Linked DNA regions of Pan troglodytes: all the other regions are linked to region 1. A link is a contact called in public HiChIP or PLAC-seq data. All regions are on one chromosome and are shown on one strand. The core of a region is the stretch at or near the end of the contact, and the rest is flanking DNA. Distances in the headings are between cores, read along the strand shown.

Evidence for each region. HiChIP or PLAC-seq counts read pairs in DNA pulled down with a chosen protein or histone mark.
Region 2: a contact with region 1 is called in an H3K4me3 HiChIP or PLAC-seq map of stem cell-derived excitatory neurons, with 5 times the contacts expected there. The contact joins the promoter of PRPF8 here to the promoter of SMG6 in region 1. A contact is called at or near these places in 1 of 1 datasets of contacts at active chromatin or transcription factors (stem cell-derived excitatory neurons) and 1 of 1 other capture datasets (stem cell-derived neural stem cells).
Region 3: a contact with region 1 is called in an H3K4me3 HiChIP or PLAC-seq map of stem cell-derived excitatory neurons, with 4 times the contacts expected there. The contact joins the promoter of TLCD2 here to the promoter of SMG6 in region 1. A contact is called at or near these places in 1 of 1 datasets of contacts at active chromatin or transcription factors (stem cell-derived excitatory neurons) and 1 of 1 other capture datasets (stem cell-derived neural stem cells).
Region 4: an H3K4me3 HiChIP or PLAC-seq map of stem cell-derived excitatory neurons shows a contact between it and region 1, with 6 times the contacts expected there. The contact joins the promoter of RILP here to the promoter of SMG6 in region 1. A contact is called at or near these places in 1 of 1 datasets of contacts at active chromatin or transcription factors (stem cell-derived excitatory neurons) and 1 of 1 other capture datasets (stem cell-derived neural stem cells).

The regions. Positions count from the first base shown.
Region 1 is chr19:12,796,525-12,799,224 of NHGRI_mPanTro3-v2.0_pri, reverse strand. SMG6 (SMG6 nonsense mediated mRNA decay factor) reads left to right here and starts at 1,316. Exons shown (of 19, transcript XM_003315290.6): 1 at 1,316-1,523. The coding sequence starts at 1,436. SRR (serine racemase) reads right to left here and starts at 1,200. Exons shown (of 8, transcript XM_016931178.4): 1 at 1,139-1,200.
Region 2 is chr19:12,166,834-12,169,533 of NHGRI_mPanTro3-v2.0_pri, reverse strand. It overlaps PRPF8 (pre-mRNA processing factor 8), which reads left to right and starts at 1,291. Exons shown (of 43, transcript XM_016931138.4): 1 at 1,291-1,433; 2 at 1,631-1,741; 3 at 2,511-2,679. The coding sequence starts at 1,642.
Region 3 is chr19:12,192,326-12,195,025 of NHGRI_mPanTro3-v2.0_pri, reverse strand. TLCD2 (TLC domain containing 2) reads left to right here and starts at 1,372. Exons shown (of 3, transcript XM_054669934.2): 1 at 1,372-1,616; 2 at 2,103-2,185. The coding sequence starts at 1,463. It overlaps LOC129137515 (a long non-coding RNA gene), which reads left to right. Exons shown (of 5, transcript XR_010152744.1): 5 at 1-192.
Region 4 is chr19:12,132,415-12,135,114 of NHGRI_mPanTro3-v2.0_pri, reverse strand. It overlaps RILP (Rab interacting lysosomal protein), which reads left to right and starts at 1,409. Exons shown (of 8, transcript XM_016931144.4): 1 at 1,409-1,704; 2 at 1,776-1,869; 3 at 1,975-2,081; 4 at 2,198-2,443. The coding sequence starts at 1,477. PRPF8 (pre-mRNA processing factor 8) reads left to right here. Exons shown (of 43, transcript XM_016931138.4): 42 at 1-171; 43 at 323-650. The coding sequence ends at 477.

The sequences.
Region 1 (2,700 bases), core at 67-2,566:
AGTACCAGCCTTCTGGTATAGTTCAATTTTAAAGATGGGAAATTAAAAAGTCAACCTGAGATCCACAGCAGTAATTTTTTTCAAGAATCCATAGTGACACAGAAATTCCCAAATTGACTTTTTTTTTTTTTGAGGCGGAGTCTCGCTCTGTTGGAGACTCCGGGGCTGGAGTGCAGTGGCGCGATCTCGGCTCACTGCAGTCTCCGCCTCCCGGGTTCAAGCGATCCGCCCGTCTCAGCCTTCCGAGTCGCCGGGATTACAGGTCCCAAATGGACTTATATGCCTCCTGATGTACTTCCTTCCACACGATTCCAACTATATCGTATCTAGTTTTTAAAAGTCAGGGGGCGGCCGGGCGCGGTGGCTCACGCCTGTAATCCCAGCACTTTGGGAGGCCGACGCGGGTGGATCACCTGAGGTCAGGAGTTCGAGACCAGCCTAGTGAAACCCCGTCTCTACAAAAAATACAAAAATTAGCCGGGCTTGGTGGCGTGCACCTGTAATCCCAGCTACTATAGGGAGGCTGAGGCAGGAGAATCGCTTGAATCCAGGAGGCGGAGCTTGCAGTGAGCCGAGACCGCGCCACTGCACTCCAGCCTGGGCGACAGAGCGAGACTCCGTCTAAAAAAAAAAAAAAAAAAAGAGGGTTTGGGGATGTGGCTTGCTGTAATGAAAAAGGCTTTGATAGGTTTTTATCCACGGTGTCACCCTGGGCAATTTACTTCCGTTCTCTGGGATTCAGTTTCCTAATCTTAGAAATTGGAATAGTAGAGAAGCTGAGGCGGGAGAAAAGCTTGAACCCGGGAGGCGGAGCTTGCAGTGAGCCGAGATCGCGCCACTGCACTCCAGCCCGGGAGTCTCCAACAGAGCGAGACTCCAACTAAAAAAAAAAAAAAAAAAAAAAAGGAATACTAATAACTCTTAGCAGATCTTCAAGGTCCCAAGTAATGGCCCGCGGCGCTAGGCCGGGCCTGTGGCGGGAGAGCCTGGCCTAAGGTGTCCAGAGGAGCCCAGGCTGAGGGGTGTCTCTGTCAACCCGAGTCCCAGACTAGCAGTGTCCTTGGTGTCCACGACAACAGCAACGGCAGCCACCGCCGCAAACGCCCGCCTGGCCTGGCACGGCCCGGCCTCGCCTCACCTCAGCTCACCGGCGCCGCACCTCCAGCTCCAGCCTCCGCGCGCCTCCCCGGCCGCACCTCTGCGCACGCGCAGCGCCCGCCCGCCCCACCCAGGCTCTCGCTCCGGTCCCGCCCCTCTGGAACCGGCGGCGGGCGCTTTTCCTCCCAGCGCGGCCACCGTCGTTCGGAAAGGGAGGGCGGCAGGGGGCGGGGAAAGGCCGGGAGGTGGGCGAGCGCGCGCGCCGCCCGTCTGTGGTGGTTTCCTGGCTGCGCGCGGCGGTGGCGGAGCCGCTACGGCTGTAGCAGCAGCCGCGAAGATGGCGGAAGGCCTGGAGCGTGTGCGGATCTCCGCGTCGGAGCTGCGCGGGATCCTGGCTACTCTGGCCCCGCAGGCCGGGAGCAGAGGTGAGTCGCGCCGCCCAGCTCCTGGGCCGGGCCTGCCCGCCCCGCCTCCCTCTCCTCCTCCTCTGCCTCCTCCCCGCTCGGCCCTGGGCTCCGGAGCCCCCGCCCCTTCCCCCAGCAGTAGGCGCTGGGGCCGCGGCGGACCCTCGCTGCCCTACCTCTCTCGCGGGTTAGTGCGGGGTCGGGCTCGGCCAGTCCTGGCCAGCTCCGGGAGAGCCTGGCCCGAATTCCTGCCTCCACCCTCTTTCTCGCCGCGAAGGTGACTGTTCCTTTTGCCCCAGCCCTCTCAGACCCGCCCCGGATTCCCAGGCATCGGGAGACGCGGAAAGGAGTGGGGTCTGGTGGAGGCCCCGGGAGTATCGCTCTCCAGGCCGCCCTCCGCGGGCCTGCCCCGGCCACCGCTTTAGCGTCGGAGAGAAGGAATTGGGGAGAAAGGTTTAAGAGCCTGCGACTTCGTTGCTGAACTTTTCCCCCCCAAGACAGGCTTCCGAAAGCTGCGCCACTGGAGGGATCCGGGACCTCAGACTACTCGGGTTTGGCCCTGGCATGTGTGGGAGCAGTTTTTATTAGAGAGAATGCTCAATTTGCAAGTTAATTTCAAGTCTCCAGCCACGTCAGGAAAGTAAGAAAGATTCTAAGTGTCTCACCTCTTCTGCGTTAGGCAATAGAGTTGTGTAGAATGGTAGCTGTGATAGGTGCCTTCTCTAGGTTTGCGGCCAGTCTGTGAAATTGGTTTTTGTTGATTAACATAATTGGATTATTAAGGCTATTTTCTCCCGCTGCTCTAGAAAGTAGTAGGAATAGCTTTCCCCATCCCCCCGCCCCCCACCAAGTTACAGACTGCCGAGGGTGAGCTATTCTTGGGTTAAACTGCTTTATCTTTGTGGATACTTCATGAACCTACCTTTTAAACTTATGAAAATAGTGAAGCACTATCCAAAACCTCAGTCTCTTTTCTTCCCCTTTTCCATACACCTACAAACAGTAAATGTACTTGCTGGAGCATATGATTCCTGTTTTGGGCTTGTTTGCATTTATATTTAGAGACCAATACTAGGATTAAAAACTTTTTTATTGTTGTTGTTATTATTTTTTGAGACGGAGTCTAGCTCTGTCGCCCAGGCTGGAGTGCAGTGGCGCGATCTCTGCTCACTGCAACCTCCGCCTCCCGGGTTCACGC
Region 2 (2,700 bases), core at 42-2,541, 630 kb after region 1:
CTCTCCATTTACCTTTATGAAATCCTCACATCCATCCATCTCCATCAAATCTTTAACAATTCTCCTCTGTCTTTTTTGACTGTAGGGACCTTCAGAACACCCAGCCCTTGCTGAAACTCCCCATTGCATTAAAAAATAGATTTCAGGCCGGGCATGGGGGCTCATGCCTGTAATCCCAGCATTCTGGGAGGGCCGAGGCAGGAGGATTTCGTAAGGTCAGGAGTTTGAGACCAGCCTGGCCAACATAGTGAAACCCTGTTTCTACTAAAAATACAAAACTTAGCCGGCAGTAGTGGCGCGTGCCTGTAATCCAGCTACTCTGGAGACTGAAGCAGGAGAATTGCTTGATCCTGGGAGGTGGAGGTTGTGGTGAATTGAGATCGCGCCATTGCACTCCGGTCTGGGCAACAGAGTGAGACCCTGTCTCAAAAAAACAAAAGGAATATTTAAAAAATTTTTACCGTTCTGAAAGCACATTGACATCCTTTGAATTTTTTTCTAATTATTTCACTTTGATTTGTAAATTCTCAACTAGATTCAGGGGCTGTATGGGTTACAATTCCTCTGCACCCTCCACGGAATTTCAGACTTTTTTTTTTCCCCCGAGACAGAGTCTCGCTCTGTCACCCAGGCTGGAGTGCAGTGGCGCGATCTTGGCTCACTGCAACCTCCCCCTCCCGGGTTCAAGCGATTCTCCTGCCTCAGCTTCCCGAGTAGCTGGGACTACAGGCGCCCGCCACCACGCCCGGCTAATTTTTGTATTTTTAGTAGAGACGGGGTTTCACCATGTTGGCCAGGCTGGCCTCGAACTTCTGGCTTTAAGTGATCCGCCTGCCTCGGCCTCCCAAAGTGCTGCGATTCCAGGCGTGAGCCACCGCGCCCGGCCAAGGTCTTAATTCTTGCCTGCCTTTCTGCTCCCCTGTGAACTCTACTGGTTGTCTTTTTTCCTGCTTTATCCCTCGTCCTTGGTAGACAGTGATGGTTAAATGAATGAATGCATGAACAAATGACTGTCCAGGAGCTAGTACTGCATTGCATGTACACATTGATGACAACAGACATCGTACAATGCGCAATCTTGGCAAATTTATTCAAACCCTTTAGACTTCGGTCTCTCACAGTGCGACGCCGGGAGCCCATCACGCTGAGGTCTGTCAGAGGCCCCAGAAACAGCCTCGGAAATGGAGGAGGCGGGGCTTCACCCCGACCACACCCCCTTGCGTTCAAAGCCTTTCCGCCTATGGGCCCGCCTCCTCGGCGCAGTGTGCAACTCTAATTGGTCGTCTCACTAATCCATCTGAGCACCTCGGCGCCGACTGGATCAACTGCTGAACTCGGGTTGCGCACTTCCCGGCGCTGGGAACGAGGAGCGGACGCAGACTGGCCGCCATTGCGCTGCGGGGAAAGCGGCCTCTTGTGTGAGGGCCTGTGAGGTGCGTGGCAGGCGTTTAAGGCCGGGCTGCGGGAGGCGTGGTCGGGTCGGGGCGAGTGACCGAAGGGGTTAGGCCGGGCGGGGCTGGATGCACTGTGTGGCGGGACTGCAGGCCGGGGTCCCCGGACGCCTTTCTGCTGCGCTTCTTGTGGGCCCGGGCCTGTGGTTAGTGAATTTTTTTATCCCGCCGCTCCCCAGATTCTCCGGATATGGCCGGAGTATTTCCTTATCGAGGGCCGGGTAACCCGGTGCCTGGCCCTCTAGCCCCGCTACCGGACTACATGTCGGAGGAGAAGCTGCAGGAGAAAGGTGAGGCGGGAGTGTGGAGCGGCGCGCGGGCCGGAGGCGGGGCGGGTGTGCGCGCGCGCAGGCGGGTGGGGACCCTCCCCGTTTGGGCAGCTCCTGAGGTGTCAGCTCCCTTGTTATTTCCAGTTAATTTTTCATCAAGTCATTTTAAGCGCGTATTATTTGCAAGCGCTGATCCAGCGGGGGTACAGTAGTGACGGAGACAAAATTCCTGTCCTTACGGGGTTTAAATTACAGCGGGAGAGATAGACAATAACAAAACCTCGAGGCTCTGTAATAAAAATGTCAGGCCGGGCGCGGTGGCTCACGCTTGTAATCCCAGCACTTTGGGAGGCCCAGGCGGGCGGATCACCTGAGGTCAGGAGTTCCAGACCAGCCTGGCCAACACAGTGAAACCTCGTCTCTACGAAAAATACAAAAATGAGTCGTGTGTGGTGGCGCGTCTCTATAATCCCAGCTACTGGGGAGGCTGAGGCAGGAGAATGGCTTGAACCCAGGAGGCGGAGGTTGCAGTGAGCCGACATCGCACCATTGCACTCCAGCCTGGGAGACAGAGCGAAACAACTCTCAAAAAAATAAAAAAAAAGTCAGATAGTGATCAATGTGATGAAAGGAAAAATAGAGTAAAATGGTAAGGGAATTGGCAAGGGGTGCTTCTTCCTGCTGGTGCCTGCTCCTCCCTCACACTCACTGACAGGAGCTTACCCTAGGGCAAGAGGTGAAGAGGATTAGGCGAGGGTGTGCAGGCCTTTAAACTGAGGTTCCTTTCCAGCTCGAAAATGGCAGCAATTGCAGGCCAAGCGCTATGCAGAAAAGCGGAAGTTTGGGTTTGTGGATGCCCAGAAGGAAGACATGCCCCCAGAACATGTCAGGAAGATCATTCGAGACCATGGAGACATGACCAACAGGAAGTTCCGCCATGACAAAAGGGTTTACTTGGGGTAAGGAACATCCTGAAATAA
Region 3 (2,700 bases), core at 123-2,622, 600 kb after region 1:
ATTTTGTTTTTTAAAATATGGGTGTATACTTGTATACGTAGAGCAGATAAAAAAGACGGAAGGCATACTAAAAAATGTTGAGTGGTTATCTTTGTATGGTGGAACAAAGTCACTGTAATTTTCATCTTTGGTTTTTCTGTAATTTCCAAATTTTCTACATTTTGTATTTCATATAATAAATATAATTTAAGAGATCAGTGTTATTATTTAAACCTTTGGAGAGGTGGGAGTAGAAGAATGAAGGGAAGACCTCAGCTTTTTTGGTGAGAAGGTTTGGTTGGGGCACCTCTTGGTTTATGAACTTAATTCTTTGAAGTAGCTGGAATCCTCCCTCTCAGCCTGCAGGAAACAGCTCTGACTTGCTGACTGTCTGCCAGCTGAAGAGGTGGAGTGGAGTAAGGTGGAAGGAAAGCAGTGCAACCTGGGGCTCTTCAGGTGGTGAGGGGCTGGGGGAGGCTCTTCCTCTTAAGGCTGGAGGGTTCCGGAATCCTAACCCCCCTGCTACTGAGAGCAGGACAGGTCTGTTTTTCTCTTCTGACTCTGTCCCAGCCTTGAAGGGACCCTGTGTTACCTTTCCTTGCCCTCGGATTGAAGATATTCTACCCACCCAACGGGTACCAAGCCCTTGGGGAAGGAAGTGCTTTTCAAGACTGGGGGCCAGCGATTCCCTTTTGCGTCCTCTTCCTAATGAGGCTCCTCCGTAGGGCCGAAAACAATGCTGGGGGTCGGGCCGGGGCCCAGTGGGTCGCTTCTCCAACATGGGGGCTCCTGGGGGTTGTGGGGGAGGGGGAGCAGAACTGCTGGAATTACAGGTTTGCCGGGATATGGTAAAGGCGTGGAAACCTCAGGAGGCAGAAGGGGTGACTCCAAGAAAGTGGGGCACCCCGTCCCCACCACGGACGCGGGGAGGGAAGTGGGGGCGGCGGCCAGGCTCGGGCAGGTACGAGTGGGCTGCGCTAGCCTCTGCCTTGCAGGGTGTGGCGGTGGGTGGTGATGACGCTCAGCAGGTGAAAGTCGCGGGAGCCGGGAAGAGGAGGTCAAGGTTCGTGGGTGGGGCCCGGGAGTGTCAGGTGAGGTTAGACTGGAGACCCAGGTCTGCAACTCCAGCGCTTCAGGACGCTTGGAGCTGGGGAGGACCCCTATTGGCGAACATCCCGGAGGCCCCCCGAGCTCCAGGGCATGGTCTACTGCCCGGAGCCCCCGAACCGCTCCCCCGGCTGGAGCAAGACGCAATCGGTGGCCAAGGCTCCGGGGGCGGCGGCCCCGCGGCTGCTCCAATCACCGCACAGGCGAGGGACTGGGCGTGGACGAACGGGGAAAAGTTCCTGCTGATCCCGAAGGCGCGGCGGGGAGGGGAGCCGGGGCCCCAGCCCTGCCGGGAAGCGGGTTCCCAGTCCCGGCCGAGAGCGCGGGCGCCGAGGGGACCGACCCGGACCCCCCGCACCCCCCCAACCGCCAGGCCATGGCTCCCACGGGGCTCCTGGTGGCCGGCGCCTCCTTCCTCGCGTTCCGGGGGCTGCACTGGGGGCTGCGGCGGCTCGGGACCGCTGACAGTGGTGGAACCTCTGCGTCTCCCTGGCGCACAGCCTGCTCTCGGGGACCGGGGCGCTGCTCGGGTGCGGGCTTGGGGGCTCGAGGCGCACGGGGCGAGGGCGAGGGGTGGGAGGCTGAGGCCGGGAGACCCGCCGGGCGTCTCCAGAGCTGAGACTGGGGTGGGGGTGCGCACAGGGAGACTGCGGCCGGGGCCTCGAGAGGCTGACCATGCCCCCCCCCCATGTCCCCACCCCATGCCCCCAGCCTGTCACTGTACCCTCAGATGGCCGCCGACCCCATCCATGGCCACCCGCGCTGGGCTCTGGTGCTGGTGGCTGTGTCTGTGGGTGAGTCTGCAGGGAAGGCTGGGCCGGTGGTGGGGATGGGGCGGGGGGCAGCTTCTGCTGTCCTTCGAGGTCCATTCCCCGCCCCCATGGGGGTTAAACGTTCCTGAAGGCTTTACCGAGGGAAAACGAAGAACTGGGAGAGGGGCGGGGCGGGGGGGCTGGAAATCCTCTCTAAGCTGCCCGGGCTCTGGAGCAGCCTAACCCCTACCCCCATGCCCACAGGTTACTTCCTGGCAGACGGAGCTGACCTGCTGTGGAACCAGACCTTGGGCAAGACCTGGGATCTTCTCTGTCATCATTTGGTGGTGAGACTCTGAGGGGAGAAGCCAGACAGGAAGGGAGGAGGGGAGCCCTGTTCAGCCCGAGGTTCCCAGTCTCTCCTCATTCTTTTTTTTTTTTTTTTTTTTGAGACGGAGTCTCACTCTGTCACCCAGGCTGGAGTCCAGTGGTTCGGCCTCTGTTCACTGCAACCTTCGCCTCCTGGGTTCAAGCAATTCTCCTGCCTCAGCCTCCCACGTAGCTGGGATTACAGGCACCTGCCACCATGCCCAAGTAATTTTTTGTATTTTTAGTAAAAACGGGGTTTCTCCATGTTGGCCAGGCTGGTCTCGAACTTCTGACCTCAGGTGATCCGCTCACTTCAGCCTTCCAAAGTGCTGGGATTACAAGCATGAGCCACCGCCCCTGGCCCTCTCTTCATTTTTCTGTCCTATAATTTCCCACAGTTTCTGCCCCCAGCTGGTGCTTGGCTCCCAGTCTTAGGCTGAGTTAGGGGGAGGAGGCGGCTGCTGGCCACAGCTGGGGAGTCCAGATACCCACC
Region 4 (2,700 bases), core at 160-2,659, 660 kb after region 1:
ACAAGCTGACCCCCAGTGGCTACGAATGGGGCCGCCAGAACACAGACAAGGGCAACAACCCCAAGGGCTACCTGCCTTCACACTATGAGAGGGTGCAGATGCTGCTGTCGGACCGTTTCCTTGGCTTCTTCATGGTCCCTGCCCAGTCCTCGTGGAACTACAACTTCATGGGTAAGTGGGAGGAGCCTGGGGATGTGGGGATAGCAGTAGGGATAAGGTGAGGCCATCGCCCTTTGCACTTGGGGCCTGGCTGGCTTGGAGGTGGCGCAGGCTGCATGAGGCAGGAGCCTTGTTAACATTGGCTGTTTCCTTCTCCCCGAAGGTGTTCGGCATGACCCCAACATGAAATATGAGCTACAGCTGGCGAACCCCAAAGAGTTCTACCACGAGGTGCACAGGCCCTCCCACTTCCTCAACTTTGCTCTCCTGCAGGAGGGGGAGGTTTACTCTGCGGATCGGGAGGACCTGTATGCCTGACTGTTTCCCTGCCTCCTGCTTCAGCCTCCCGAGGCCGGAGCCTCAGCCCCTCCAGACAGGCCGCTGACATTCAGCAGTTTGGCCTCTTTCCCTCTGTCTGTGCTTGTGTTGTTGACCTCCTGATGGCTTGTCATCCTGAATAAAATATAATAATAAATTTTGTATAAATAGGAGTTCAGGGGCTGGTTTGTTTTTTTTTTTCCCCCCGAACTCAAATTCTGGATTTAGGTCTAACAGGAGGCCGGACTGGAGCGGTTCACAGCAAGATGCTGGGCTCGGCTGTGAAGGGGGAGTGTGAGGCCCCCTTCCTATTCAGGGCTTTGGGGTAAATAGCCCCTGGACTCTGGAGACCTGAGGCGGGGCTGGGCTTTCACACTCCGCTGCCTTGACCACATTTGCTGCTTTCTCCACAAAACTACTTGGAAGCTCTCGCCTCCTTTCCACAGTTTTGGGAGCAGTTGCCCTTTCCCGGGTCTAGGAACTCTGTGGCTTGTGCTGAGCGGCTGCGGTGTCCAGCCCAGCCCTTTAAGCTTTCTGTGTCAGTCCTGGTCAGGAAAACAAGCACACAGGCAGGCAGTTTGTGTACAGCCGGGCGGAGGCCAGAGACCGGCTGCCTACCTGTCACCTCTCGCCTGGAGCCGGCCACTGCCAAGTTGGCCCCATGACTCCAAACGGGCGGAGCCTGGATTGGGCCTGTGGGGAGGGCTCCACTCAAGTGACCACTTGCAGCCCTGAGCCTCAGCTCTTGGACGCCTGGCTGGAAGTTGGCTGTCTTGTTTCCTGTGACCTTGGGGGTGGAAAGGACAGGGCCCAGGCGACCTAGGGCACTATCTCCCTACCCCACGCCTTCTCCCTTCCTCGTTCCTCCCTACCCTTATCGCTTCTACCCCGCCCACACCGCCCTAAACGGCTTCCTGGGGCGGAACTGTTTCGCTTTTCCCCGTCCCAGTGGAGGCGGGGGGGGGGGGGGGGGGTTGCAGCCCTAAGCCTCTGGGAGACATGGAGCCCAGGAGGGCGGCGCCTGGGGCGCCTGGCTGGGGGTCTCGGGAGGCCGCGGGGTCGGCATCGGCCGCGGAGCTTGTGTACCATCTAGCCGGGGCCCTGGGCACTGAGCTGCAGGATCTGGCGCGCCGTTTCGGGCCGGAGGCGGCGGCCGGGCTGGTGCCGCTAGTGGTGCGGGCGCTGGAGCTCTTGGAACAGGCTGCCGTGGGGCCCGCCCCGGACTCGGTGAGTCATGGCCCTCCCTTCGCCACCCACGGGGCCGGCAGGGCCGAAGCCTGAGACCGGGGTCTCCCCAGCTGCAGGTGTCGGCGCAGCAGGCGGAGCAGGAGCTGCGGCGGCTGCGGGAGGAGAACGAGCGCCTCCGCAGGGAGCTGCGCGCGGGGCCACAGGGTAAGCGCAGCCCCGGCCAGGGCAGGGCGGGTGGCGACCTGCTCGGGTCCTCCCCTCCCTCCCGCGGGCCGCGCGCCGCCGCCGCTAAGAACGCCCCTTCCTCAGAGGAGCGCGCGCTGCTGCGGCAGCTCAAGGAGGTCACGGACCGACAGCGGGACGAACTCCGGGCGCACAACCGCGACCTGCGGCAGCGCGGCCAGGAGACCGAGGCGGTGAGGGCGGGGCGCGGGCGGGGCGGGGCGGGGCGGGGGCGGAGCGAGGCGGGCGCGGGGCGGGGCTCCGGGGGCCCTCGGTGCCCCGCCCACCCCACCCTTTGCTCCGCTCCCAGTTGCAGGAGCAGCTGCAGCGCCTCCTGCTGGTGAACGCTGAGCTGCGGCACAAGCTGGCGGCCGTGCAGACCCAGCTGCGCGCCGCGCAGGACCGCGAGAGGGAGCGCCAGCAGCCTGGCGAAGCCGCGACTCCGCAGGCTAAAGAGCGAGCGCGGGGGCAGGCCGGGCGGCCCGGGCACCAGCACGGACAGGAGCCCGAATGGGCGACCGCCGGCGCAGGCGCCCCAGGGAACCCTGAGGACCCGGTGAGTGCCGTATGAGGGCAAGGACCCAGCCCAGGACTCAGCGTCCAGCCCTCGGTGGGCACTCAAGCAAGGTTTGCATGCTGCACAGCAGGTCGGCCAGGAAGCGGGGAGGTGGCAGACAGATCTGCGCCCCCGGCCGGCCTCGGCCCCCGCTCTCACCTGGAGCACTGCTCTGTTATCTGTCAGGGCACCCTTGTCCCCCAAGTCTCCCGGCCCGTCACTTCCTCTAGCATTCCCATGATGGCCCTGGGGCGGGG